3 separate regions of the Anser cygnoides genome follow, and all the other regions are linked to region 1. Evidence: chromatin contacts called from public Hi-C data. All regions are on one chromosome and are shown on one strand. Each heading gives the region's core, a stretch centred on a gene start, on an enhancer-like site or on the middle of the called end of the contact. The rest is flanking DNA. Distances are from core to core; before and after follow the strand shown.

Region 1 (2,801 bases), core at 98-2,597:
GGAAGGTTGGTGGGCGCTGGAAGTAAAGAACCAGGCAGGATGGCCCCTAGCAACGTGCCGAAACGCTGCTGGTCTCCTCTTTCTTCCTTCACAAACCACTTGTGTTCCCGTGCCTCAGCGATAACAAAAATTGCAACATCAGCCTGGGTTGGCTATTGCTGCTGCTTTTCTTCCTTTTCTTCCTGGAGGGGTCTGGTGGCTTCCTCAGCCAAAAGGAAGCAAGTTCCCTGCGGAACGGAGGTGACTCCTTGCTGGCATCTTCAATTCCTGCTGAGCGTGTCCTTTACCCTCCTGATACCAGCCCTATGCTGTCCTGTAGATTGCTGTGTACAAATCTCTGGATTTTGTAAATAAAGCACAACCAGTACCTACTTCAATGACAGCTTTCTGGAATGGTGTTTTGAAATTTTTTTTTTAAATGGCATTTGGGAGTTGGACCTTAGCTATCCTTATTTAATATTTAATGCAGTCCTACAAGTGGAAATGAGGTTTGGCGTCATTAACAAAAAAACAGGACTGGAGGCCAGTTTTACAGGCCCCATACAGGCAAATAAGGAAAGCCAACTCTGTTCTGGGGGATCTCATAATCTGTGGGACAGTCTGGATGCCAAAAGTACTTGAAACAAACTTAGAAGTTCGAGTGATGAATGGAATCAAAGAATTGGGTGTAAAGGAATGAATTCACAGGTGGCATAGTTTTCAGTATGCAACATTTCTTAAAAGCAGATGTTACAGCACAACACAGAGCACCGTTAATTCAAATATTACACTAAAATGTTTATTGAAACACTTAACCTACATATAGTATTAAAATCCAATGCGAAGCCTGAATTACTGTTATTTCTATGTAGATGTCAAATGGGGCCAGGGACACAAAATGGCTGCCACCAAACTCAGGCTGTGAGCTGTTGGTTGCATGGGGTCTGCTGTTCACTTTGCTGACCTTAGAAGCCCCTGGTTGGAAAGAAGCCTACTGGAGGCTTCCCACCAGGCTTCCTACCAAACTTCTGGCCTTCCCTGGTGCCAGCTTACACACTCTGGTTCACCAGTCAATGAGGAAAAGAAAATCATGGTGGCGTCCCACCCCACAACATGAAGTCAAGGTAGCAGCACAGGCAGTCAGGTGCTCAGAGATGGCTTCCACAGCTCTTGCAGAGCTGCCACCCTGCGCCCCCGACACCTCCTGTCCCTCCCACCCCTGGCTTGTCGCTGTCCCACACTTTGGGGCTGCGTTTCCCGAACTGCCTCAACGACGCCATTTCGCAGCCACGATTCCCGCCCCTTGCCCCGTGCCTAGCGCACCCCGAGCACCACATCCCCTCGTGGCGACGGCGAGACCCGGCTGCCCCCTCCAGGGGCCAATGAGGTGGAGACCACCACCCCAAAAAAAAAAAAAAAATAAAAACACAAAAACCACCCTCGTCGCCCCTCCGCTCCAGCAGAGGGCGAGAGCGGGAGCCCCTCCATGGCGGCGGCGCTTCCGGGCCTGGCCGCGGCCATGGCGGCGGGCGGCAGGCGGGCTGTGTGAGCGGGGCTGGGCGGCCGGGGAGGGACGGGGACGGGGTCGGTGGTCGTCGGGCCGCCGGCCGGTGGTTGACGGGCGTCCTCTCCCCGCAGGTACCCGCTGTTCCAGCTGGGCGGCCCCCAGCTGCGGATCTTCCGCCCCAACTTCTTCATGCTGGCGGTGCGGCCCGGCGTGCCGCAGCCCGAGGACACGGTGCAGTTCCGCGTCTCCATGGAGTGAGTGCACGGGGAGGGCGGCCGGAGCCTGGCCGCGGGGTGCCCAGGGGTCCCCGCCGCTTCTGGAGCATCCCCCTGCGCCCAAAGGCCCTCCCCGTGGCTGAAGGAAGGGTATTGTGCAGCAGGGAGAGCTTTCAGGGCGCTGGTTTAAGTAGGAGCTGTGCTTGGCTCCTCTCGGGGTGCTGTGAGGCTCTGCCTGCCGCGAGGTGGGGGTAGGAAGAAGGGAGAGGTGGTGGAGGTGACCTGGAGGAAAAGAGGTGGTGTCCAGGTGCTAGTTTTGCAGTACTCCTTCGTCCTGTCTGCTCTGCTTCTACACATAAAGGCCCACGTGCCTGCAGCAGGTCCCAAAAACGTTAGAAATTAGGTTCAGAAGCTTAGAACTGATTTTTAGCATGGGCAGTCAGAAAGCTGACCCTGGCTCTCTGAGTACAGCAAATACCTCATGTTTTGACTGCTGAGGTGCTAGAGAATAAAATGTTTAGCATTATTTCAATTTATGGGCTATGAATTGCTGTAACAGCATATGATCTATGTTGGGTTTATACATTTGTGCGGTGAAGCTACCTTGTTTGAAAGGGGAAGATGTATCTATTCCAGACTATCAACTTGCCTATAAATACTGTGGCTCTGTTCTGAACTTAGTTAAGTATTTCTACTTTTCTTTCTTTCTTTCCCCAAAATGTTTTCTTGTTGCCTAGAATGACAAAAGTGGATATCAAGAATTACCTTGAAAAAATATATAATGTGCCAGTAGCTGCTGTGAGGACCAGAATACAGTATGGTAAGTGCAGTTGAGTAATTCAAAGGGATAAATGCAGTTTACCTTTTCAGCCAGAAGAGGCTTTTCATGTCAAAAGGTCCGGTAGCATTCTACAAACTTTAGTTCCAGGTTTGTTGCTGGTGGCAACTTCCAGCTCAGTTCTTTTTATTATTGTTCCTTAAAACAAGTACATACCACTTTGTATGTACTGCTTCATATTTGAATATTTTAATTAGGTTATAACATAAGTTTATTTTTAAAAACAAAATAATGAATTAAAAAAGTCTTAAAATTTTGACCC
Region 2 (2,801 bases), core at 77-2,576, 250 kb after region 1:
ATCCCTCCGGGACCCAACACGCCGCGGTGTTCTTTCGGATGAGAGCCCAGCAGCTCCTCGCTGCTCCCCGCCGGGTCCCCGCTCCCAAAGCCCGGGCGCGGAGCGCAGCGCGCCGGGCAGCCAGGGGCCGCCGTGACCTCGCATAGCCCCGGCCCCGCCGCCGGGGCCAGCCCGGCCCACGCACGATCGCGGCTGCCCGCACACGCGCCGTGCTGCCCCCGGCCCCCTCAGCCCACCCGGGACTGCCCCACGCCCCCTCTACGCCGCTCCCCCCCCCCCCGCCTTCTCCGCATCCTCTCCGCGCACGCCCCGCGCAAGGGGCGCGCAGGAGCCTCGCAGGGGGATGCGGGCAGCGCTGCGCGCCCCCCACCCACGCAAAAATAATAATAATAATTTTTTTTAAGCAAATAAAAAATAAATAATTATTAAAAAAAAAAAAAGGCGGAAAAACGCCCATCGCCAAAAGGCGCGCGGGTACCCTGGGGGTGCCCGGGGGGTCCCCGCACCGCACCGCACCCCCCGCCGCGCACAGCCCGCAAGTTGGCCGCGGGCAGCCCGGGCTGGGCCGGCTCTCGGGGTCCCTCTAGTGACACGCGTGGGGAGGGCGGGCAGCGGAGCCGGCACGGCTCGGCTCGGCTCGGCGCGGCACGGCACAAGCATCCCGCGGCACAAGCATCGCGCGGCGTGGCACGGCTGGGCGCGGCGTGGCACGGCTCGGCGCGGCTCGGCGCGGCTCGGAGCGGCTCGGAGCGGCGCTTACCTTGGCGCTGCCGCTGCTACTCTCAACTTCTGGCGGCGGCGGGCCGGGGAGGAAGGCAGGCTGCCGGCAGCGCTCATCCGTGTGTGCCCCGGCGCTTGCCATGCTGCTGTCCGGCCCTGGCAGCGATCGCGGCTTTGGCTCGCCTTCCCCGCGCCCTGGCTTGCTCTCCTCGCTTTGCCTTTTTGGTATGTCAAGTCCCTGCTTGAATTTGTCTGGAGGATGTTATTTTGTTACGATTAGGTATTTTGTTATTCTAGAGAGCGAGCGAGCGCTTTCCTTCCTTCTCCTATTTTTTCCTTTTTTTTTCCTTTTCTTTTTTTTTTCCTTTTCTTGTTCCTTTTTTTCTTTTGTTATTTTTTCTCCTTGTTCCCCCCTTTTTTTGCCTTTTTTTTTCCTCCTCCTCTTTCTCTCCTCCTGCTTTGGCTGCCCCTTGGGTGGCTCTCACTTTTTGTTGTGGTGGTGTTTACTGACTGCGTCCCCCTGGCCGGGGCGGAGGGGCCGGCTGCCTGGCTGCCCGCTGCTCCCGGCTGGCTGCCCCACGAGCGAGGAGACAGGCAAAGCGCTCCGGCTGCCCCCCTTTTATACCCCCCCAATGGGCATGCTCTGACTTCCCCAGCGAACACCAGCCCGGCCACGCAGCCAATAATGTTGCAGAGCGATCCCTCCCTCTTTCTCCCTCCCTTCTTCGTAACCCTGCGAAGTCCAGCTCGGGGAGCGACGGGAAGTTGCAGCCGCAGGCTTTCCCTGCCCGGGAGGGGTCTTTAGCCCACCCCGGCCGGCCCCCGGCCTGGGGGGGTCCGGGGGCTGCGCGCATCCTCCGCCTCGCCCCGCAGGTGAGGGGAGGAGATGGGGGCCTGCGCCGCCAGCCCCTGCCCGAGGTGCTGGGGCACCCCCTGCGCGCCCCTCCCGCCCTCCAGAGAGCCGAAAATCCCGGGGAGGGGGAGGCAGAGGGAGCAGCAGGATTTGCAGCGCCAGCTTTTGGGTCTCGCTCCAGGTGCGCACGTGGCCATGCCACCCCTCCCACCCCGCGCTGGACCCCAAAACCTCTCCTGAGGGCTCCCCACTGAAGGTGCAGACATGTGGGGGTGCTGGCAGCACGGCCACCCCCGGCCTCAAGCCGTGGCCATGCCCTGCATTACACTACCCCCGCATCATCAGATGTGAGCCCCCCACTCTGCCCGTGCGCATCCCTGGGGACAACATGGATGGTACCGCTCCGTGGGGCACGGGCGCTCGGGTTTTGCACCCCAAAGGGCACCTCCCGAAATCGGTGGCTGCTCGCTGGGTTGCCCCCGCTCCGCTTGAGCTTGTGCAAGCTGTTGCCTTTAAGCCAAGGGGACTTTTCCCAGGCTTCACCGTGAAGCGGTGCGCGATCCGAACGCGCGCCTGTTGCGATCGCCACTCCGGTGGTGCTGCATGGCAGTCATGCCGTGCTGCACCCAGCAAAACTCCCCTTCTCCCAAAAACCTGTCCTGCTGGGGAAGCAGCTGCCTCAGAGGTGGGCTGTAAGGACCCTCCTTGCTTTCCACCAGCAGCAAAGGCAGCGCCGGAGTGCCCGCATCCTCACCGCTGCCCGGGTGGGCGTCTGCTTGCAGGGATGCACAGCTCAAGTTGCACTGCAAGGCATGCACCCGCCGTGGCGCCGAGAGGGGCAGAGCTGCCCAAAATCGCGCCGCAGGTTGTTGCATCTCAAGTGATGTTGGCGTGGTAGGGCAAGGGCTCAGCAGCCCTCACTCTGACGTGCGCTAAGGAAACTCTTTTTTAAAGTTTTTTTCAAGTGTGCACCTGTTTCTTTCAAGAATGGGGGCTTGGTGCCTCTCTGGACATCTGGAATTGCCATAAACATGCCAAAGAAAATGTGAGGTGTGAGCAGGACTGGTCCTTTCCTACTGGGCTCTGGAGGTCCTGCCCTGCCCAGCATCCTGCTCATCTCAGGGCTGTCCCCTGGGCTGTGTCGCTGCATAGCACACCCAGCAGGCAACCTGGGGTCGGGGCAGCAAGCACCGGCACACCTGGGGGAGGGATGTGATGTTGAAAAAGC
Region 3 (2,801 bases), core at 207-2,706, 160 kb after region 1:
TGAATAAACATGCCAGAAGATGTCTGCTTTAGCTTATACCTGTGTCCTATTAATTTAAAAGCAGACAGGAAAGATGTTGGCTGAAGATGAGATGTGATCATCAATAGGTTGCTTTTATCTGTTTAAATCTAGTAGTAATAACAAAAAGTACAAATGAAAGATACATAACATTAGCTTCCTTCTGCACCACAGGCCAGGATTTTGTGAATTATCCCCAGATTTCAGTACCTCCCTTACGGCTTCTGTTCTGTCTCTTACAATAAAGATTTGCTTGCCAACTTCTTTGAGCAGGGGAAGGAAGCCAAGCCAGTCCTGGAAGGGGCTGAGCTGTGTTTGTTGTGCTATGTTTTGGGAAGCCCTCTTCTGATATGTGTCGATGTACTTTGCCCCCTTCAGTCTCTTTATCCTTGTGGGGGGTCTCTGCTTGCCCTTTAGTTGATTCTTTGAGGAACCCTCCCAGAAAATCTAGGGCAGTCGAGGGTGGAAGTGGGAGAATGCTTTAGCAGCTCCTCATCTATTCAGAGCAGGGACTGTGTCTAAAACTGAAGTGTCCTGTTGCCATTATAAAGTTGTGTTGTCTTCTGAAGCACCAGGTATTGGTCGTGGCTGGAAAGAGGAGAGCAGATTAGATGGATCCAATGGACTGATCTGGCATGGTAGGCTTTAAGCTCTTTGAAGCCTATGAGGGCATTTCCATTTCCAAACCACAAATTATTTCCAGAAACTGGGAAACAAGAGGAGGGAAACAAGAGGAAGGAAAGCTTGCACATGGCAAGCTCAACAGAGACAGAAAAAAAACCCTTTGCAATGAAGTCATTGGACAGAAAGTAAACTGCCCACAAGCCCTTTTACCAGAAGAGTTTGGATCGAGAGTCCAGTGAATAGGAGAATTATATGTAACACGTACTATATGAACTGTCAGGGCAATAAAGAGGTATTGTCCATGGGTTGGTCTCAGAACTTCCACTGAACCCTCTAGTGCATGAGTCAGTAACAGAGAAGATTGGCATATGTGGTCCGTGGTCCAGAGCCAGGTTAAAGGAAAGGTGGAACTTTTCACAGAAAATAGTTAAAGCTTTGCTTTATCAGGCTTGCTGTTCACTAAACTTTGCTTAACTTGTGCAATGGTTCCTGGCTCCTCCATATGGCCTTCACCTTTGAATACTATTGATTAACTAGTACCTAGCTTGCAATATGATCTGAGTTCCTCCTACAGCTTTCTCTTCTTTATCTAACGGACTTGGCTATTTTAACCCTTTGACTGGGAACTTGGTCACTTACTTGGTGACCAGTGCCTCTTCTGTACAGCTTTATGTCGAGGAAGCAAGCGAGAGGGACTGAAGATCCTGGGAGAGAAAGCCAAACTGCTGAGGCTCTGAATTCTTTGTGTTGCAGTAGCATCCAGTAGGCGCGCTCTAGCTAGGAAGGGGGCCTGCTGTGCGAGGCACAGGACCAGAACGTAATGAGAGGGCTGCTCCTGCCCTGAAGAACTTGCAGCCTGAATAGAAAACACAAAGAATGGGAGCAAAACTAGAGGCAGAAAGAAAAGAGATGACTTGGCCAAGATGACTGAGCAGTAAATCAGTGGCAGAACTTCGAAGAGTTCCCTTGAGTCCTAATCTGGTGACCTTTCTAGTGGGGCAGGCTGCCTCTGGCTTTTCACTGAAGTGTGCAAAGCATTGGCTTTTGATTTGCAAATAGATTAGAGCATACAGCATTGTATGCCAAAACCTTCAGCACGAAGTTAATGTTGCCTAATGGTGTCTCGTATTGTTCCAGAATGCATAAAGGATTTATCCCGAGCAGGAAATGAGAAATTAATGCAAATTTAAACTTCTGAAAAGTGGGAAGTGTAGAGGTTCATGCTACACTCTGAAAATAACCTTAACTCTGCTCTCTTCCAGCATTGTCACTATATATGTTCAGACACACAGAACCTCATGGAAAAATCAAGAAAAGAGGCACGTGAAAACAAGAAGTAAAGACTAATATTTTTTCTGTCTGAGCATATCCTATCAAGAGCAAGGGAACAGACAGCAGTATGTTCTCTTCAGTTTCTTCATACCCACTTCATATAATTTCATACTTTTTAAAACCAGAAGACCTCACTAGACAGCCTGACCTCTTCTATGCCAACCTGCAAACTTCTGATGCAGCTCTAGTGAGCCAAATGCAGTGAGATTGTCCACAGCATCTTCCACAGAGGCTGAAGTTCAAATCTTGAGTGCAGTAATTTCAGACAGTGAAGCTATTGTCTGGTTGTTTTCAGGGGGTCTTGGCTCCACTCCTCCCCTGCGCAGCCACTACAAAGTTGGCTTGCTAACCTTGGCATGCCTGGGAGAGAGGATGCATTTTGGGATGCTGAGGCATGCTGGTTTAGGAGCGCTTAGAATAGTCCACCTATAAACAGAAAGCGATGTTTGGTTTTATCTATAGCAGGACTGAGATTCCTCTGATACCTGGACAAATTTAATCTAGAGCCTCTTTTACTTTAGGGAAAAGGGGTCTAGCAGTGACGCTCAAAGCACTGAACCCCTGGGTGCACCTCAGCTCCTCTCTCGAAAACACTGCTCCCTTGTCCTCTTACTTATTCAGCGTGTAATCAATTTGGGCAAGGGCTGGTTCTCACTCCTTGCGTGTTACACTTCTGTGTAACATGCTTGAGAGCAATAAGGTAGACTAAGAAAAGCCCTATTCCCTGGTCTTAGTGAGCCTGGGCTGGGAAGGTGAAAAATCCACTTTTCCCATCTGCAGCACACCTAACTCGTTACCCGACGAACAAGGAGGCAAGCTCAGGCTCT

The links. A called contact is a pair of places that touch in the nucleus more often than the background predicts.
Region 2: a Hi-C map of liver shows a contact between it and region 1, with 2.2 times the contacts expected there. The contact joins the promoter of IGF2 here to the promoter of MRPL23 in region 1. A contact is called at or near these places in 3 of 7 Hi-C or Micro-C datasets (granulosa cells and liver).
Region 3: a contact with region 1 is called in a Hi-C map of liver, with 2.6 times the contacts expected there. The contact joins the enhancer-like site here to the promoter of MRPL23 in region 1. A contact is called at or near these places in 2 of 7 Hi-C or Micro-C datasets (granulosa cells and liver).

Annotation. Positions count from the first base shown.
Region 1 is chr5:38,578,159-38,580,959 of Taihu_goose_T2T_genome, reverse strand. It overlaps MRPL23 (mitochondrial ribosomal protein L23), which reads left to right and starts at 1,347. Exons shown (of 5, transcript XM_066997926.1): 1 at 1,347-1,366; 2 at 1,618-1,740; 3 at 2,439-2,521. The coding sequence starts at 1,362. TNNT3 (troponin T3, fast skeletal type) reads left to right here. Exons shown (of 16, transcript XM_048066618.2): 16 at 1-377. The coding sequence ends at 26.
Region 2 is chr5:38,332,231-38,335,031 of Taihu_goose_T2T_genome, reverse strand. It overlaps IGF2 (insulin like growth factor 2), which reads right to left and starts at 1,326. Exons shown (of 4, transcript XM_048066577.2): 1 at 761-1,326. The coding sequence starts at 862.
Region 3 is chr5:38,420,561-38,423,361 of Taihu_goose_T2T_genome, reverse strand. No RefSeq gene overlaps it. Among named protein-coding and RNA genes, the nearest start is that of IGF2, 88 kb to the right of the region's middle. Within about 2 kb of position 1,456, at least 1 of the 3 cell types and tissues checked has open chromatin away from gene starts, as enhancers often do. A contact at or near this core is called in liver, where this site is marked.